Regions from separate parts of the Mus musculus genome. Here regions 2 and 3 are each linked to region 1. The links are chromatin contacts, called in public HiCAR-type and promoter capture Hi-C maps. All regions are on one chromosome and are shown on one strand. The core of a region is the stretch at or near the end of the contact, and the rest is flanking DNA. Distances in the headings are between cores, read along the strand shown. Region 1 has its middle 35 kb from the start of Gm15691. Region 2 overlaps Trappc12 (trafficking protein particle complex 12). Region 3 holds the start of Rnaseh1 (ribonuclease H1).

What was found. Promoter capture Hi-C pulls out the DNA fragments that hold promoters and counts their contacts. HiCAR-type assays count read pairs that join an accessible place to other places.
Region 2: a contact with region 1 is called in a HiCAR-type map of astrocytes, with 2.8 times the contacts expected there. The contact joins two enhancer-like sites.
Region 3: a contact with region 1 is called in a promoter capture Hi-C map of the 3T3-L1 cell line, with 7 times the contacts expected there. The contact joins the promoter of Rnaseh1 here to the enhancer-like site in region 1. A contact is called at or near these places in 5 of 39 promoter capture datasets (the 3T3-L1 cell line, 3T3-L1-derived adipocytes, cranial neural crest and 2 more), 1 of 484 Hi-C or Micro-C datasets (cortical neurons), 2 of 115 datasets of contacts at active chromatin or transcription factors (the NIH/3T3 cell line and epiblast stem cells) and 1 of 9 other capture datasets (adipose tissue).

What each region holds. Positions count from the first base shown.
Region 1 is chr12:30,022,779-30,025,838 of GRCm38.p6, forward strand. No RefSeq gene overlaps it. Among named protein-coding and RNA genes, the nearest start is that of Gm15691, 35 kb to the right of the region's middle. Within about 2 kb of position 1,748, at least 62 of the 459 cell types and tissues checked have an H3K27ac peak or open chromatin away from gene starts, as enhancers often do. A contact at or near this core is called in the NIH/3T3 cell line, adipose tissue and astrocytes, where this site is marked.
Region 2 is chr12:28,703,287-28,706,008 of GRCm38.p6, forward strand. It overlaps Trappc12 (trafficking protein particle complex 12), which reads right to left. Exons shown (of 12, transcript NM_178811.5): 7 at 240-312. Among named protein-coding and RNA genes, the nearest start is that of Mir6937, 25 kb to the left of the region's middle. Within about 2 kb of position 1,380, at least 30 of the 459 cell types and tissues checked have an H3K27ac peak or open chromatin away from gene starts, as enhancers often do. A contact at or near this core is called in astrocytes, where this site is marked.
Region 3 is chr12:28,648,225-28,651,023 of GRCm38.p6, forward strand. It overlaps Rnaseh1 (ribonuclease H1), which reads left to right and starts at 1,378. Exons shown (of 8, transcript NM_011275.3): 1 at 1,378-1,592. The coding sequence starts at 1,465.

The DNA.
Region 1 (3,060 bases), core at 498-2,997:
ACCTGGCCATGGCTTTTGCCTCTGAAGCAGGAGACCTTGGTGTGGACCTAGAACATCCCAAGGTCCACTCACCGGGTCCAGGAACAACACTGGGGCCTTTGAAGTCATCATCCAGAGACATGTCCTTCCCCTGTGACATGGCACGTCTTTGTTTCTGAGTTGCAGAGCAGCAGTGTGGGATGCTGTCATAGTGAGTGGAAGACTTGGAACCCAAGTTGGGGTCTACACAATGGAAGTTCAGCTTCCTGGAAGTGATCATTGCACTGAGACAACAGCCTTGCGATCCTTTTGATAGGAACAAGAAAACACAGAAAGGGCAGAGGTGGTGTGCTTGGACCAACATAGAAAGAGACACATAACCACGTGCTTCTCAGAGGATCTTGGGAGAGAAGTGCTGGGGTTGTATTGCTGGATTCTGGGGGCACATAGGTCCTCAGGGTGATTCATAGATATCACCTCACCACAGATTTGTGTGTAGTACATATGACTGTAACATTTTAGGATAAAAATATGGCTTAAGAAAAATTTGTGGGTGAGGTGTGGTAGTGTGCATTCTTAATCCCAGCACTGGGATAGAAGAAAAAGTAAGATCTCTGTGAGTTCAAGACCAACCTGGTCTACATAGTAAGTTCCAGGACAGCCAAGGCTATATAGAAAAACTCTGTCTCAAAAAAAAAAAAAAAAAGTAAAATTGCTTTTGAGATCACATAAGAAACAAAAAGGACACACTACAGAATGGATAAAAATGTTTATAAATCACATTCAATGGGAGACTTCAACTAGAACAAAAACTCCCTCCTTCCTTCCTTTCTCCTCTCCTTCCCTCCTTGTTTCTGTTTCTTAATCTGAAGCAAGGCAACACTAATCGCAGCTGAAAGGCATGGTAAAATCCTTGGCTGAAATCCTTGGCACACTGTGTCAAAGTTCAAATTCCATTCCACCACTGTCAGCCGTAATTGGGGCATACAAGGGCTTTGCTTTATTTTGTTTACAATTCCCTTAAGTGTAATTAAAATATACTTTTATACTTCGTAAGTTTCAGAAAATGTTTTCTCTTATTAAAAGAATTGTCTGAGGTCAATAATATTATCAGAGGTCTATGACCTTTGTTATAAGATGGGCATAAAAATTGACGTTTAAAAGTGTACAGAATGGAGAAAAAACATGAGACTTGAAAAACTACAGGCAACTAAGGAATGCTTAGAGTTGGAAAATAGTCTTCCCTACAGAAGAGCATACCAACTGGTTATTCAACATGAAATGGTCAGCACTGAAAACCATACATGAAAATGGCATTCTACAGACTGACAGGTTGTAATTAGAAATATCTATGTATTCATATATATTCATATATGCATGTAACAATAATCAATAAAAAAGAGACCATGAATTTGAAAGAGCACAATATGGGAAGGTTTGAAAGGAGGAAAAATTAGGGAGAAAGTATGTAATTATAATCTCAAAAATCAAAGAGAATATACTGAAGACAAATTTCTTTTAAAACAATCATTTGAGGTACAGAGCCAAACTTTCTTTGGGCAAATTGCATTTGGAATGAGCTACTGGGTGATTAATAGTCAATGTCCCTGGGTACGAGGGTCTCAGTCCCCAGCCCAGTCTCTGTGAGCTAGAAAGGAATGGTCTGTGCCTGCAGAAGGCTACCTCAGTCATAGAGCCTAGACTGCTATCCTTAGGCCAGCTCGGTTGAGCTGTTCCAGCCACAGTTGCTTTTGAAACACAGCCTCCTTTATTCTTCACTTTGGCATTTCCAGGAATCTCTTGGGGATCACTGTCTGCTCCCTTGTGTAGGTCTTGTACAACCAGTGCAGCTATTGGGGTGAGTCACTGTTGCTCTTCATCACTCTCCTTTCTCACAACATAACATGTGATTTTTATTTACTCTAGGCTGTGTTTTCAGCCAGAGCTCAAAACAGTCCTGGTCTCCTTGGGTTTCATTGTCCTCAGCTGTGAGGTGGAGAGGCTGTGGAAGCTGGAAGCCTTTTCCTCTCACAGGATAGGGAGGACTAGATTAAAAATATGAAAGTCCCGTGCTAATTAAAATACCCAGTGCCCTTACGTCATCCTTTAGACTGTAGTTCTGAAAACAAGCTGCAGAAAAACATATTAGATATTCAAATGATTAGATGGTTCCCTAGAACTCCTCCAGAGAACAACACATTTTAAAGTGGTAAGACAAAGGAGTATAACCAAGAATTCTCCACTCAGCAGAAAGGTCCACCAGGATGATGGTAAAGCAAGAGGACAGCATGGTAACTTGGTCGTTACCGGAATGGGCACAACCACAATGTGGATGATCATTCTGAGCGCATGAAGAGACTGCTGGTGGAGACTCTGTCCTTCAGGGTTGTAGAAATCAAAGTAGAATGATATGTATTTCGGCAAGTATCCAACACTGCTTTTCTCCTCCCAGGGACCTCTATTTGTGTTGAATATGGAAAGTAATCCATCCCCACTGTCCAGTGGCAAAGCTTCTTTGTGAATCCAGAATAGAACCCTATTGCTTCAAAGCAGACCCAGAGAGGTTGCATATCCTATAGTAAGCACTAGAGTAGCTGTTGAAAAGTAACTCCCCCAGTTATAAAAATGCTAACACACGTCTTGTAATGAAATAATAAGAGTAGCTAAGTAATGAGCTGTTAGATGGTGAGTGTTCAACCTGCCTGGATATGAGGGTCTCAGTCTCAATTTCAATCTCTCTAAGCTAGGAAGGAGCAGTATGTACATTCACAGAAAGTTCCTTTGGTCACCCTTGGTCATAAGAGACGGGGGAAGAGGAACCAATAAATTCATAAAATGGCCTTTTTCAATCCAGCTAAATTGGTGGTGGTTCTATTATATGTTAATGATCTAGATTCACCAATTAATAGATGTGACCAACAGAATAGTAGCTTAGTGAATGGAAAAGGAGGAGCTTTCAACTATGTCCCATTCCACAGAGCCACACTTTCAAGGTCCACTGGGGGAGATTGTGGAAGGATAAGCAATGACGTGAGGTAAACACTGAGGATAGACAACTAGAGTGTTTGTTTTTGTGCCAGG
Region 2 (2,722 bases), core at 130-2,629, 1.3 Mb before region 1:
CAGGCAAATGAAAAGCCCCCAGTGCACCGAGGAGCTGGGTTGGGCTGTCCTCAGCCCATGTGTACTTCTCATTACTGGGTAAAAGCCCACGTCCTTCCTCTCACCTATCCAGAGTAGATGCTACAGGGGAAATGGGTGAAGGGGACATCCACTGTTGGGTAAGAGTGGGGACCAACTATACTGTTGAGCCTTGCATATCCGAGCGAGTGGTGTTCAGCCAACAGAAGGGCAATGCTCACCTTGCCTGCTTTCCTGGGTGACGCTGCTCAGACCACCATCTTCAGCTAAGCCTTGCTCCAAGTTGGCCAAGATCTGCAGTCATTTCAAACAAGGACAACAAAACTGTAAGTGGATTTGTGGCTACACTGTCCTCATATATTTCAGACACAGCAAATTTCTCTTGGTGAAAACCAATCAGGCAAGGAATGTTCACAAGAGATGCGTCTTTTACATTGTGATGTCTACCAGTTACCAGGAGGTAACGAGAAGAGCAGGCCCTACTCTCTGGTGGAAGGTAGAATTTAGGCTTATGAGACTCATAGAGCCTTCTCAGACACTGAACACTGTGGGCGTTCAGTTTTTCTTTTCATGAAAAGCTGTACACAAGAGTGATCAAGTGCTGTGGGAGCATCAGCCCCGCCTTTCTCCGGGGTGCCAGTGAGCCTCCAGCCTTTTCTTCAGCACTGGGTCCATTTTGTAAAGCTGGTACTTTGCATAGTTTTGATTGTTTGGTTAAAACCTTTCCATTGTTTCATCTGTATTTGGGTTTTCCCTGAAAGAAAAGCTTCTATGGTCCCTGTGACACAGGGAAAAGATTTAGTATTTTATTATTACTTTGAAGGGCAGGGTGTGAATATATGTTAAGAGTAAAGACTATGTGTAGGAGGAAAACAGGCATAATGTTCATGGAAAAGGTCTTCATGCAGTCTGTCTGCTCTGTGGAAAACCCAGCCTTCCTCCTCCCACCTGCTGGGTGACATTACCCCAGGGGCTACCCCTAGGAGGCAGGTAGGCAGTGGACGGCACCACTGACTGTCCTCTCTTCACTCATCCACGCCACAGTGGGCGCCCTCCTTTGTAAAGTCATTATTTTGTATAAGCAAGAGAACAATTAGCTGTGGAATGTGACTCGGGGAAACATGTGGGGCTCACGACTGTGACCTCTGAGAGATTCAAGGGACCGACACGGGGTTAAAGACTGTGACCTTTGAGAGAAACGAGCCAGATCAAACCAGGTCAAATGGCATGTCCCAGCTAATTTGTCTTCTGATGAGTAATCGTGAAGGCAGAAACCGACAAGGGACTGAAGTCTTAACCCCCGCAGGCTGGAGTGCGCGGAGCCAGGAAGGAAGGGAAGGGATCAGGGACAGCAGAGGGCACCAGCATTCAGGACCGAGTCCGAGAGCTCAGGGAACTAGGACAAAGGCTGGCATTTACACTTAGGACAGAAACCACACACCAAAGGCTGGCATTTACACTTAGGACAGAAACCACACACGGCAGGAAGGCGACAGTTCTCTGGGTCTCAGGGCCGTGGAGGATCTATGTGCACAACTGTGCTCCAAGCCTACCACACCATGTATTTCAGAACAGTCCGATCTCTGTACTAGGCATTCAGGGCTGGGGGAAGCTGTATCTATGGAGCCCTGGCGAGCTCAGCCAGCACCCACTGGGAGGGTGGAATCTGCCTAATGTTCTGGCTCTGAAGGAGAAGTGGGGCACTTCATAGGAGCAGCAGCAGAGAATCGGGAACAAGGAGGGGCTCCCCACTGCAGTGTATGGGGTGGCAAAGGCAGAGCCACTGAGGACTCTACTACCTGCTCTGGGCTTTCCTGGCCTTGTGACACTCTGTGGAATCCTCTTCTTTCTATATGTGTTATGGCTTAGATGTAAAATGATCCCCCCTCATTGTTTAATGCCCACGTGCTAAGCTGGTGGCACTACTGAGAGGTTCTAGAAATCTCACAAAGTAAGGCTTAGCTGGTGGAAGCAGGTACCAGGAAAAGGTCCTTGGGACCATTTGGTTCCCTAGCTATTTATGTTATCAAGTGAACTGCTCATGCCATACAATCTTCCTGTGATGCTCTGCCAAAGTACATGGGGTCAAGTGACTAGCCTGAACCATCTGAAATCATGAATCAAAACAACCTCTGTACCGTAAAGTGGTCTGTGTTGGGCATGGGTCGCAGCGCTTTTAAGAACAGTCACTAACATAGCGTGTGTCCACACAGCACAAGAGACTCGAGCAACTTACAGCCTTTCTCAACCCCTGTGAGTTGGGTAAGGACTATGTGAAGAGTTCCAGGGTCTGCAGTGTCCCAGGCCACTAAGTGGCTTGAGCACCAGTGGGAAGGACAGCCACCCAAGGTTGTGACCACAGTGAGAAGGGCATGTCCAGCGCAGGGTTCTGACCCTTTTAGAGAATGTAGATACTGCAGGGAGAGGCTGAATTTGTGAATATGGTATCCCTCCACCCACAGGCCCATCTCGTCCTGGAAACAAGAGCCAGAGATCGAGTATCAGCTAGGCCCCACTCAGCAGGCACAATGTACTGGGGTTCTGGAATATGCTCTGAGGGCAGAGGCCCCATTAAGCACAGGTGGCAGAATGATAATGCCTTGAAGCAGGTCTACAGGAGGATGGCTGGCACTTCTACTGTATTTTATTGGATAAACCTGAAGATGAAAGGACTTCTTTCACCTCTACCAAATTTAAATAAAGA
Region 3 (2,799 bases), core at 128-2,627, 1.4 Mb before region 1:
CTATTGGTCTCCTTATCCCTGACTCCTCAGTCTGGGATGACAGGCAAGTACCACCACACCCGGTTTCCGAGACACTGGATATATCCATACCCCCTTCTTTTGTTTTTTTTTTTTTTCTTTTTTTTTCTTTCTTACCCCCTTTTTTAAACTTTAGAATATTGTTGGTATTTTGAGGTTTTATTTGAGTTGATAGACATTAATACTTGCTACATAGAAATAAAAAGAAGGGATGAGAGGAAGTTCTGGCAGGGCCTATGCCCAATATATGTGAGACCCTAATTTCAATCTCCAGTGCCAGGATTCATCGTGTAGCCAAGACTGCCCTTGAACTTGCAGTAATCCTCTTGCTGTAGTCTACACAGTACTGGGATAATAGGTTTGAGGCACCATGTCTGGCTTCAAATATTAAAAAACAAACAAACAAACAAAAACTCTGGTGGCGCTGGAGAGATGGCTCACTCATTAAGAATAGTGGCTGCTTTTGCAAAGGCTTGAGTTCCAATCCCAGGGGAGCCAATGCCATTTCCTGACCTCTGTGGGCAGAAAGTATGTCTGTGGCACAAACATAGATGCAAGCGAAACACTCATACACATGAACTAAAGTAATACATAAATAAACAACTGATTTCTAAAGGAAAGAGAAGGGTAGAGTTGCTTTACATTCTACAAACCACACCGACAGCTGGCTGAAGGGCAAACAATCAGAGACAACCATTAAAGGGAAATTTTCCCTTCCCTATTTTTTCTTTATATTTAGAAAAACTTTTCATACTCATGACTTCAAGGAATATACATTTATTACTTTAAAATTGCATCTATGTGTTGGTGTGTGCGTGCATTATCATTGGTGCATATGTGCGAAGGTCAGAGGACAACTTGTGGGAGAGTTGTTAAGCTTGGTGGCAAGTGCCTTCACTTTCAAAGTCGCCTTGGTAGTCCCTAAGGAGTAGATTTTAAAATTTTAGTTGATTTTGGGTTATAAAAACGATTCCCCAGTTTGCAACAGTGACTTGCTTCATTCTATGTAGTCCAGAATTATATGGCCAGAGTGTTGTTATGTATTCATGACATCTTCTCATTCATTGCTGGCAAAGGGGAGGGGAACCCTATTCTGCAGAGTTGGGCATCCTAGAATATGGGATGTAGTTTTACAGGGGCTCATTGTCTTCACATCTATTCCCTCATTCGGCCATCATCCTCTCATTCCTTCTTTCCCCTCTTCCTCTCGCTTCCAAATCAGTTTTGCTGTGCTGGGATTGGACTAGGCACTCGGCAGCTGGGAAACACCTCTGTCTCCAGGCCGAACGTCTCCACCGACGTCTAAGAAACCGAAGACACAATCCTCGGCCCCGCCCCTCTCCGCGACGGGCGCCTCGCGACGTCACCTTCCTGAGCCGGAAGTGTGTCGGCTCGCCGGCGGGAGGCTCGCGGGCAGCAATGTGGGTTGCCGCGCTGGCGTGAGTGATGCGCTGGCTGCTGCCGCTGTCCCGCACAGTGACACTGGCCGTCGTACGCCTGAGGCGAGGCATTTGCGGGCTCGGGATGTTCTATGCGGTGAGGAGAGGCCGCAGGACCGGAGTCTTCCTGAGTTGGTGAGACGGAGCCTGGCGGAGCCCTTTATTCTAAACACCTAACAGCTCGTTTAGCCCTTCCGTGTTGTAGTCAAATCCTCCCAAAGAGAACACATGGTCACCGCAGCCAGAATTTACACAAGGCTTCCCACGTTCTGATCGTTCCTGTGTGTGGGTGTTTTGTTTTTTGACACAGGACCTCATGTAGTCCAGACTGCTGAGCTCATTGGTTTGGGCCACCACGCCCAACTTCCTCGTGTTTTCATCTTTTAAACATTTTTCATACCTACTGGGTGACTTTTCTCGAGCCGATTATGTGCCAAATTGAACTTCTGGTCTTTCTGCCTTCACTAACCAAACGCAGGGATTTCAGATAGGCACCGTTATGCTCAATTTGTGTACTGCAGGTGTTTGAACCCAGGGCTTGTGCATACTAGGCCAGCAGCTGAGCTACATCCTCATCCCCGACTGTTTTTAAGAAGGAAAATCGTGGTGAGATGTGTTGTCACATGTTTGTAATTCCAGCACTGTTGAGGTGGAGGCAGGAGGATCACTACAAGTTAGAGGCCAGCATGGGCTGTGGAAGAGATGAGGGAGGGGGAGAGGTGGAGAGTCTCAAGCCAGAAGCTGGTCTTTGCCTTTGGATCCATGTCGCAGCCCTTGGAGGCAAGATGAAGTTTTCAGTTTCACCGGTACTGTGGCAGTTCCCAGGTCAAATGAGAGGCAGAATCGGGGCTTAAGTCCAGGTTTGGGAGTATATGACAGCTAACTTCTAATATCAAGGTTTGTTGTCCCTGTGACCTGGATGTTTCCCTAGGCACAGCTGAGACAGTACTAAGGAAGAAATATATCCACTGCCAACCCTTTTTCTGTGATTGAGTCTTAAAGATAACAAAATTTTAGTATGTGCTGGAGTTGTGGAAGACCTTGTGGTATTAGTATGCTATTTGGATTGGATGGCATTTAGCAGAATGGGCTGTCAGGTCTTAACATGTAAAATGAAACCAAATTGAGGTGTGACCTTTGTCCCAAGGAATTGACAGCAGATCCCTTTGACTCACCATACAACACCAAACCTATAATCCATGAAAAGTCCTTGTATGTTAAACTTCATTCAGTTAAAAACTCCTGCTCTAGAAAAGACACTGGGCCAGGCATAGTGGCACAAGCCTTTAAATCCCCGCACTCAGGAGGCTGGGAGGCAGAGACATGTGCATCTCTGAATTCC